Regions from separate parts of the Zea mays genome. Here region 1 is linked to region 2. The links are chromatin contacts, called in public Hi-C maps. All regions are on one chromosome and are shown on one strand. Each heading gives the region's core, a stretch centred on a gene start, on an enhancer-like site or on the middle of the called end of the contact. The rest is flanking DNA. Distances are from core to core; before and after follow the strand shown. Region 1 holds the start of LOC103639817 (probable CCR4-associated factor 1 homolog 11). Region 2 holds the start of LOC100285316 (acid phosphatase 1).

Region 1 (4,321 bases), core at 638-3,137, 410 kb after region 2:
AGAGATTGCAGGCAAGTGAATGAGGAACGAGAGGGGCACAAGTGTAAATAGCTCGAGGAAGCAGTAGGCTTCTCGCGGACGTGGCCACCGAGGACGACTGGCAAGTTGCTCCGTGGCCATCGCGAAGGGTGGTTGTGACGGCTACTGCAGAGCGGAGGGGAGGATGGGGACCTCGGTGGAGGACGCGACGTCAAAAACGCACGAAACTCGGCGTGGTCCAGCAGGATTCTCAGGGGCAAGGATGCGCATGCGATGGTTCTGTTCGACGGTGAGGGGGGAGGGCAGGTCGGGGCATGCAATGGTCTACACTGCCGTCTTATTAAGTAGTAGAGATACACCTATACACACGAGAGTGTCAGGAACAATTGATTAGAACTAGGCCGTTCATCCGGATGTTGCCCCCCCGACATGTCTCTCACCTCTCTGTGTTCAAACAGTTAAGTGTAAAACTCCTACGTGTATTCTTGTTGTAGGTAAAATCTGTTGTAAACCAGGGGCGGAACGAGTAGTTGGTGGGGCAAAGTGGGCCATAGTTCCACCTTAATTTTTTCTCTCTTTATATATACATTGAATGTATTACAATTTCAGAAAAATAGCAAGTATTTGGAGCCAAAACTACATTGAGCAGGCCACTTCCACCGTCCTGGCCTATAGTCCAATTCCAGACTCTGCTAACACTATTTTCGGCAACGTTCTTTATATCGATTCTCTATATCCATCCTTTACGTTCTCCTATGAAGATTATCTTCTCTGTATCTCATTCCTCTCCTGCAGCGTCTTCCATGCGAAAATACCTATATTGGAGACATAATTTACTTTTATTTTTTGTACGTATGTATTTATCATACTCTTAAATATATTATACATATTTTAGTTTTGCTAGATCTATTTTTTAAAGTATTAAAATGGATAGATGAGAGAGAAACTCTATATATGAGGATCCAACGGCGCCCCCTAGATTTAGAGGATACAATTGGACATCTAAGACGAGAATGCCCCTAAAATTTAGGATACAAAATGTTATAGGGCATTTATGGAGAGAGTCTAAAACAACATACTCTTAGCCTGCTTCGGCCAACCATTGCATAACAAGAATTTTATAACAATTAAATATTGAAATAGTATATAATCTGGATGAAATAGTTGTAGATGGCCAGTATTAAAAAAATAAGTTGATGAGTATAATAAAAATATTCAAAATGAAGGGTGTACATTGAGATTCTAATTACGATCACTAATTTCTATATGCAATAATCTTTTCTTATCTACCGATTTTAGGGGTGTTTGGTTAGAGGGACTAAAGATTAGTCTCTAGTTTTTAGTCCCATTTAGTCCCTTTTTTGCCAAACACTAGGACTAAAATATGGACTAAAATGATTTAGTCTTTAGTCCTTCACATAGGTGCTAAAAGAGACTAAAAGCCCATAATTATCATGTTGCCCTTACCTTTTTATAGATAACTAATATTATGAGTATATTCTAAGGGTATTTGAGTCTTTGGACAGTGTATTTAATGATTTTAGAATCTATTTAGTCTCTAAAACCAAACATGTAGGGACTAAATTTTAGTCCTAGGACTAAAGTTTAGTCTTAGCACTAATTAAAACCAAACATGGCCTTTGTTTAGCCTCGCATGATGCCTGTTCTGTGCTCTGAGTCCGATGTGATAGGGACGGAAGAAAACCAAACCTGGGCGCCTGTTCTGTTACTGTAGATAAAATCTGTTGCAAACTTTGACGAAAGGTGGTCCGCTTCGCCTATGTCCGAACGCCCGTGATGTCCGAACGCCCGTGATGTCCGAACGCCCCTACCTATAAAACCAGGGCACCACGCCCACGTTCCAACTTCCAAGATCAAAACGTCTCGACAAGGCACAGCCACCTGAAGCAATGCCGATGTACTCCAAGTCGGAACTCATCCACGTGCCGCCACCGCCATGCAGCCGTCCCCGTTACGTCATGGCGCCACCCCTGGTCTTCACGTCCATCGGCGCGTCGATGAACGCCGCCGTGCGCGACGTTTGGGCCAGCAACTTCGACGAAGAGCTCTCCAACCTATCGGCGGTGCTGCCGCGCTACCCCTGCGTGTGCGTGGACACCGAGTTCCCCGGCGCGGTACACGACTCGAACTTGCCGCGGTACATGCGCGGTCCGCGCGAGAGCTACGAGCTGGTGAAGCGGAACGTAGACGACCTCAAGCTGCTCCAGGTCGGGATCGCGCTGTCGGGCCCCGCCGGCCGGTTCCCCATCGCGTGGCAGTTCAACATCCGGGGCTTCGACCCCGCGCTTCACCCGCACGCGCCGGCCTCCATCGCCATGCTCCGCGAGCAGGGGATGGACTTCACCATGCTGAACGAGTTCGGCATCGACCCCGAAGACTTCGCCGCCGGGTTCCGCCGCAGCGGCCTCGCCTGCGGGTGGCTCACCTGGACCGCCTTCTCGGGCTCCTACGACTTCGGGTACCTCGCCAAGGCGCTCACCGGCGGCCAGCCGCTGCCGGACACGCTGGACGGCTTCCTCGCCCTGGTCCGTCGGCTGTTCGGACACAGTCTGTTCGACGTGAAGCACCTCGCCAGATGCTGTGCCATGCGCGGGGGGCTGGAGCAGGTGGCCACCGCGCTCGGCGTCAAGCGCGCCGCCGGCCGTGCGCACTGCGCCGGCTCCGACAGCCTGCTCACCACCGACGTCCTCCTGCTAATGATGGATCGCTTCTTCAGGAACGTCGATGTGCTCGCGCACGCCGGAACCATCGTAGACCTCACCTAGTTTCCTAGCTAGTACTGCTTTTCTAGTGGATAGGTTTTAGTTTTTGCGATGTAGCCATGCATGCAGTATCCAGCTGCTAATTTGTACGAATTCCTTTTATAAGTTCTTGATTGGAGACTGATCTGCATTTGATCATGTGTTTTTATACTCTCAAGCATTCAAGTAACTGGTTCAGTATAGGCACGACCTGAACAATTTTTCGCTACAAAGTACTGTCTGGTAGAATTGGTTATTTGGGCACAGTAGAAACATCAATCGGTCGAAATATGAATCTAATCTAATATAATCTGTAATTTGAATCTAATCTAATCTGAAATATGTCTTAAGATAGATTGGGCTTATAAATGCCCCTACTAGCCCATGGGCTTTCGTCTCTGATAATGGGCTTATAAGACCATCTCCATCAGTTTACTCATACACGTACCCATATTCAAACTACACTCTATAAACAACGCAATTCACAACGTAAAATGATGCAAAACGGTGTTTTAGTGAACATATAGGGGTGCACTGTACAATAGTTCACCCACATGGTGTAATACCCAGTTTGTAAACAATACGAAGAGAGTATATCTCATTATATGTTTTTGCACCACTCATTATAACATGGTAATAACCATATATAAAGGGAACAAATAACTAATAATATCTAAAATAAACTATGCATCATGTTGGATTTATTTGTTTGTGCATTTAGAAATATATTAATGTCCAAATTGGAAAGTTAACCTAAGTTACAATTTAGAAAATTTGAAAATAACCTAGAAAGGGAAATAGAAAATACTACATAATATAAATAAATAAATAAATTCTTTCCATATGGGTATTTTTAAATTGAATATTTAATATGAGGACAAATTTGCCACAAGGTTGAATTCAAAAAGTTGGAATCTAAAAGGAAACAGAAAAAGGAAAAAAAGAAAGAAAAACTCATACTGGGCCGAATTCTTCCCTGCCAGCCCACCCTCACTCTCAACAGCTCGGCCCAACTGGCTGCATGCCGCGCCGACAGGCGGGCCATACCTGTCAGTGGCTGTTGCGTGCACCACTGGGCAGACTTCCTCACCGACGCGCCGGACCCACTTGCCAGTCTCTTTTTCGCGCATGGACCAGACACTTCAATGTCTACGGACCCACGCATCAGCCACATATCGCGTCCGCGTCGTCTCGCCGCTCACTGGCGTGTGGCCCCGGATGTCAGGTTCTTCCCCCTTTTCGCGGTGATGCCGTTGTAACCACCTGCGCGTAGAGCGGGCGTCGGACTCGGAGTCCACCTCAAACTGGGGATAAAGCGACTCTCCTGCTACCTCGCGCTAGCGTCTCCAAGTCGCCATCGTCGGGTGCGGAAACCTCCACAATCCATATGTCCCCACCGAGACCCATTAGTGCCATGGGAGCTGCCGCCGTCGTTCGTCGCCATTGTCGTCTCCTAACCTCCGTGGTGTGGACCCAGGCGTCCTAAACGGAGGGTAGATCATGCGCAAGGGCTTAACCGGGCGTGGTGACCTGTAGTGCGGCGGGGATTTCTCGCCGTTGTTGTAAGCCATCGTGGATCC
Region 2 (4,247 bases), core at 1,425-3,924:
CTGAAATTCGTGATGTTTGAACATTTGAATCCTTGTGCCATACATTCATCTGTCCACTAAGAAAAAATGATTGTATCAAAATGAATTAGAACGAAGGTACAAGATCAACTGGAATACTCGATCTCAATGCTGCTAGACTGCTATACCGTTTAGGTGTTTAATCTTCTGTTACTTTACTTGATTCGTTCACTTGCTTGCAGCATCCCCTTATTGAATTATATCTATTTGCTCAATTTTTATTCAATACGTTTACTCAGTTTTCATTCTATCCATTTGCTCACCTTTCATTTTCTTGAGATTTACCTAGCAAACAATTACTTTCAGTCTGGAAGAGTGCAGTGGCCTGCAAACTGTGTTTGTGTTTTGCTTATACTTGCCTCTTACTGGCGTTTCCAATATTTGTTTGTGCTCTCTGCGGCATGGACCTTTCCTTAGTTCAGAAAAACAAACTCATTTGGTTATGCCGCAGATAAATGCGGATGGCGTGAAGAGGAACTTCTACCCTGGCGACAAGCTACCCCTGTGGCACGACGAGCTGGAGCCCCAGAACTCGTTGCTTGATATTCTTGCTGCCGGGAACCCTGATCCCATGGTGCAGTGAATTTGCCCTCCACTTCCGTTGTGAACTTTTCACTGTACCTGACTTGTTCTTGATTTCAACCGAAGAAAGAATTGGAACATTTCCTGTCGAACTAATGTCGCGCCAGAGTATTTACATACTGTTGTTATCACACCTTAGTAAATTCATGGTTACTACTGCTGTCGTCGTTTTATCTGACGAGTATGCGATTTTGTCAGCCGCCTACTTATATGCGGTACTGATGCATGAGTAACCCCTCGTAGCAGCACCTTTCTGTTTTTGCTCTAGTTCTAAGAATATACGCGCTACGAGTCTACAACCCTGCACTTGTCGACTCAAGGCATATCCCTGGTGGCCTGGTCAATTATTCGCATGTTGTCGTTACCGTCGAACATTACAGGCAATGTGTACTACACGAAGTTGGAGAAAAGCATTTTGTACAGTTTAATTCCATTGCAAAATTATTTTTCATTTTCCATCATCAGCCGAGGGCCTGGTAGAATGTGCATCCAGTAAACGCAGAGCACCTTTCACCCGCCCTGTTCTCCAGTTTCTTTCTGTCACGGGATATAGTACATTGGGTTAGGGAGCTTGAAAGAGCGAGCGCTCATGGAAGATCCCAGCAGGTCGCTCCATTGGTCGCCGGAGTTGCCTAGGATCCTGTAACCCTCCTGTTCCATTTCGTCCCTCTTCTCTGATTTGTAGACTGTCGCTGTTTTCTCGCGGTCACCTGCTGCCCTGTGGTACCGGGAAAGAGTGAGAGAGGCACGCACATCTCAGGGTTCCACAAGATCCTCATTTTTTTTATCAAACCAATTAATTATCCTGAAGAAGTACAAGGCAATGCAGCACACAAGATCGAGGTGTATACGGTATACCTGAGTATGAGCTTCTCCCAGTCATGGAACCCCTGCTTGTTGAGGTTCTCCACCGTGACTCCTCGGTGCGCCTCGCTTCTGCCCGTGAGCAGGAAGGTCTTGAATCCCAGCCCGCGGACCTCGTTGTAGAGCTTCAAGCTGGAAGGGATGGCGGCCGCCTCGCCCCTTTCCACCCACTCGTCGAACTTGTGGTGGTCGAACAACTCGGCCCTGCGGGATTATTTAAATTTGAAATCAAGTGAGACCACCTTCAAATTCCCATGGAGGAGCGGGGTTTTTTTTTTGTGTGTGGTTGCCGAGACATTGGTAATTTTGCTGATTTATGGGTTTCCCCGGAATATCATTGGACCTACAAATTATAAACACAGCTGGTGCCACTAATTATAGACACGAGAAGATATAATAACAGACAACTAAAACTGAGAGTGACAAAATCGCAAATTTGGAGAGCAGCGTGGTTGTGTGGACGTGGGGACGCGAGAGCGACGGACACGGACGGGCGGAGGGGCAGCTCACTCACCCGTAGCCGTGCTCGGCGTAGTATGGGAGATTGGAGAGCAGCGTCTCGTCGACGTCGAACACCCAGGCGTCGCGTCCGTCGGCGGCGCCGGCCGGCGCGGCGGCGCGCGCGTAGGCGGCCGACTCCCGCGCCACGAGGTCGAGGTCGGAGCGGTAGGCGGAGCCGGTGACGTAGTCCCGCACGTGCGGCGCGCATTCGGGCGGCACCGCCGCCCACGGCGCGAGGTTGTTGGCCTCGGCCGCGAGCCGCCAGCTGGCGCAGCGCACGTCGACCGTTACCACGGCGTCGGCGTCGGCGTCGGCGTCGAGCTCGGCCCCGGCCCGCGCCGACGGGAGCTCGATGACGAGCGGGCGCGGCAGGAGGTGCTGCTGCGCGTCCGGCGCTGCCTCGGACGTGCCCCGCGCGAGGTCCGCCTCTGACTCGGCGAGTGAAGGTCCGGCGGCGAGGGGCGTGGCGAGCAGGAGGAAGAGGATGAGCGTGGCGAGCAGGCGGGCGAGGCCGCCGCGCGCCATGTCCCGGCTTGCTGTCGCCGCCGTGGCGGGGCCGGGGCGTCGTGGGGGGCGCCCCCGGTGTCGGGGAGCAGGCAGGCGCGGGGGTGGGTGGGAAGGCGTGCGGCGGTGGGCGACGCGGCCGGTAAATAGGCAGGCGGGGTTGGTGACAGCGGAGCGGGGAGAGAGCGCGAGGGAGGGGAATGCGTGTGGGCTTGTGGCTCCCGGCGACTTCGGGAAGGGAGCGGGAGGAGCAGAGCAGAGGACGGTTTGGGGAAAGCAAAGCAAAGAGCCAAAGAGAGAGGAAGAGGCCTGCCTCGTGCGGGTCGCAGAAGAAGAGAAGAGGAGGAGAGACACGGGCCGGATTCGAATCTGAGGGAGGAGGATTCTTCGGGCCGGGGCAACCTGGGTTGTGACGTGCCAGCTACGGATTGGTTGTGCGCGCTGGTCGGGCGGAGTACACCAGTCTTGGCGCCGTCCGTGCTATGTTTTGGTCGGCGCAGACGACGGCGTCCGCGGGACCGCGTCAGAAAACATGTGCAGGAATTTTAGCTCAACAATAGATATAGAGATAGCACATCTATCTATCCTGAATCCAAGGCTTACATTTTCGTTTTGTACTTTCCAAAAACCATTTTGTTGACTAAAATTTGAATTTTATATTTTCAAATTTGAAATCAGAGTACACTAAAAACCGGACCGGTTTTCGTATCCCGCTCTACACCGAGAACGGTAATTTTTACGGGATTTTGCAGGATATGGGACGAGAAGGCAAAACACTCATGAATCCCAAATCGGCAGACACAAAACTGATACGTCTGATGATGATTCCATGTACGCTTAGCGGCATATGGTTAGCTACCTACAATTAGTTGGTTGTTAATTTTGGTGAAGATCAAATAAAAAAAGTAAGAGATGTTTGGTTTCTAGAGACTAATTTTTAGTCCATAAATTTTATTTTATTTTAGTTTCTAAATTACTAAATACGGTAGCGCTAGTCATTGCTAGGAACGTACGGGGAGTACTTACTTTGGTCGGCAGACGGCAAGACGATCGCGTCCCTAGCTGCTCTGGTGGGCTGGTGCGACCGACGCCGGTGGTCGGTGGGCAAGCATCACACCGTTACCGTGGACTGTGACATTCCTCTGTCCATTGGCTAGTTTCTCCGTTCAAAACTCTCTGCGGCTGAACCTCCCCCATTGTCCAAGATGCTGGGCAGCCTCACTTGCAAATTTCGTGAAAATATGCAAAGGAAGAAACCTGCTCCCTGCTGAGAGGGCAAAAGGGATCCACAGGCATAAGAAGTTTGGATCAATAGATCAGAGAAAGAATCTGAAAGTGATATTCCACAAAAACTGGATTTTTTATATTTGGTTTCTCGAGTTCTGAACATAACAATCTGTTCATTATATACAAAACACATGCTAACTCTACAAGTTTCCAAACATAACCATCACATAAGACGAGGCGCTGCATCCAAGGCACCAAAACAGTAGGCCTATTACTACCTAATCTTCTTCGAAATACTTCTCCTCTGCGTCATAGTTGACTTCTCTGGACCAGTGGTCATCCAGCATCTCATCGTTATCGATCCGTGAGTAGTCCATATGTTCGGTGTCTTCACCGGACAGGAACTTCTGTTGCATCACATACGTGAACTGCTCCAGCTGGTCCTGCATCTCTTCAGAAGACAACGTTTGGTTCAAAGCCCTTGCAGCAGAGCCTCCCCCATTACCGGGCTCCACTTGTGCAGATGCATCATTTTCGACCACCTGCCAATA

Evidence for each region. Hi-C and Micro-C count contacts between places; a contact is called where the count stands out from the background.
Region 1: a Hi-C map of endosperm shows a contact between it and region 2, with 2.7 times the contacts expected there. The contact joins the promoter of LOC103639817 here to the promoter of LOC100285316 in region 2. A contact is called at or near these places in 3 of 25 Hi-C or Micro-C datasets (ear, endosperm and tassel).

What each region holds. Positions count from the first base shown.
Region 1 is chr9:23,250,322-23,254,642 of Zm-B73-REFERENCE-NAM-5.0, forward strand. It overlaps LOC103639817 (probable CCR4-associated factor 1 homolog 11), which reads left to right and starts at 1,888. Exons shown (of 1, transcript XM_008662516.3): 1 at 1,888-2,843. The coding sequence starts at 1,890. The coding sequence ends at 2,765. LOC118473289 (a long non-coding RNA gene) reads left to right here and starts at 3,945. Exons shown (of 2, transcript XR_004852579.1): 1 at 3,945-4,321.
Region 2 is chr9:22,834,612-22,838,858 of Zm-B73-REFERENCE-NAM-5.0, forward strand. LOC100285316 (acid phosphatase 1) reads right to left here and starts at 2,675. Exons shown (of 3, transcript NM_001158209.2): 1 at 1,979-2,675; 2 at 1,459-1,668; 3 at 1,014-1,318. The coding sequence starts at 2,490. The coding sequence ends at 1,141. It overlaps LOC100502447, which reads right to left. Exons shown (of 2, transcript NM_001357793.1): 2 at 3,815-4,238. The coding sequence ends at 3,975. It overlaps LOC100272427, which reads left to right. Exons shown (of 8, transcript NM_001359711.1): 8 at 470-730. The coding sequence ends at 601.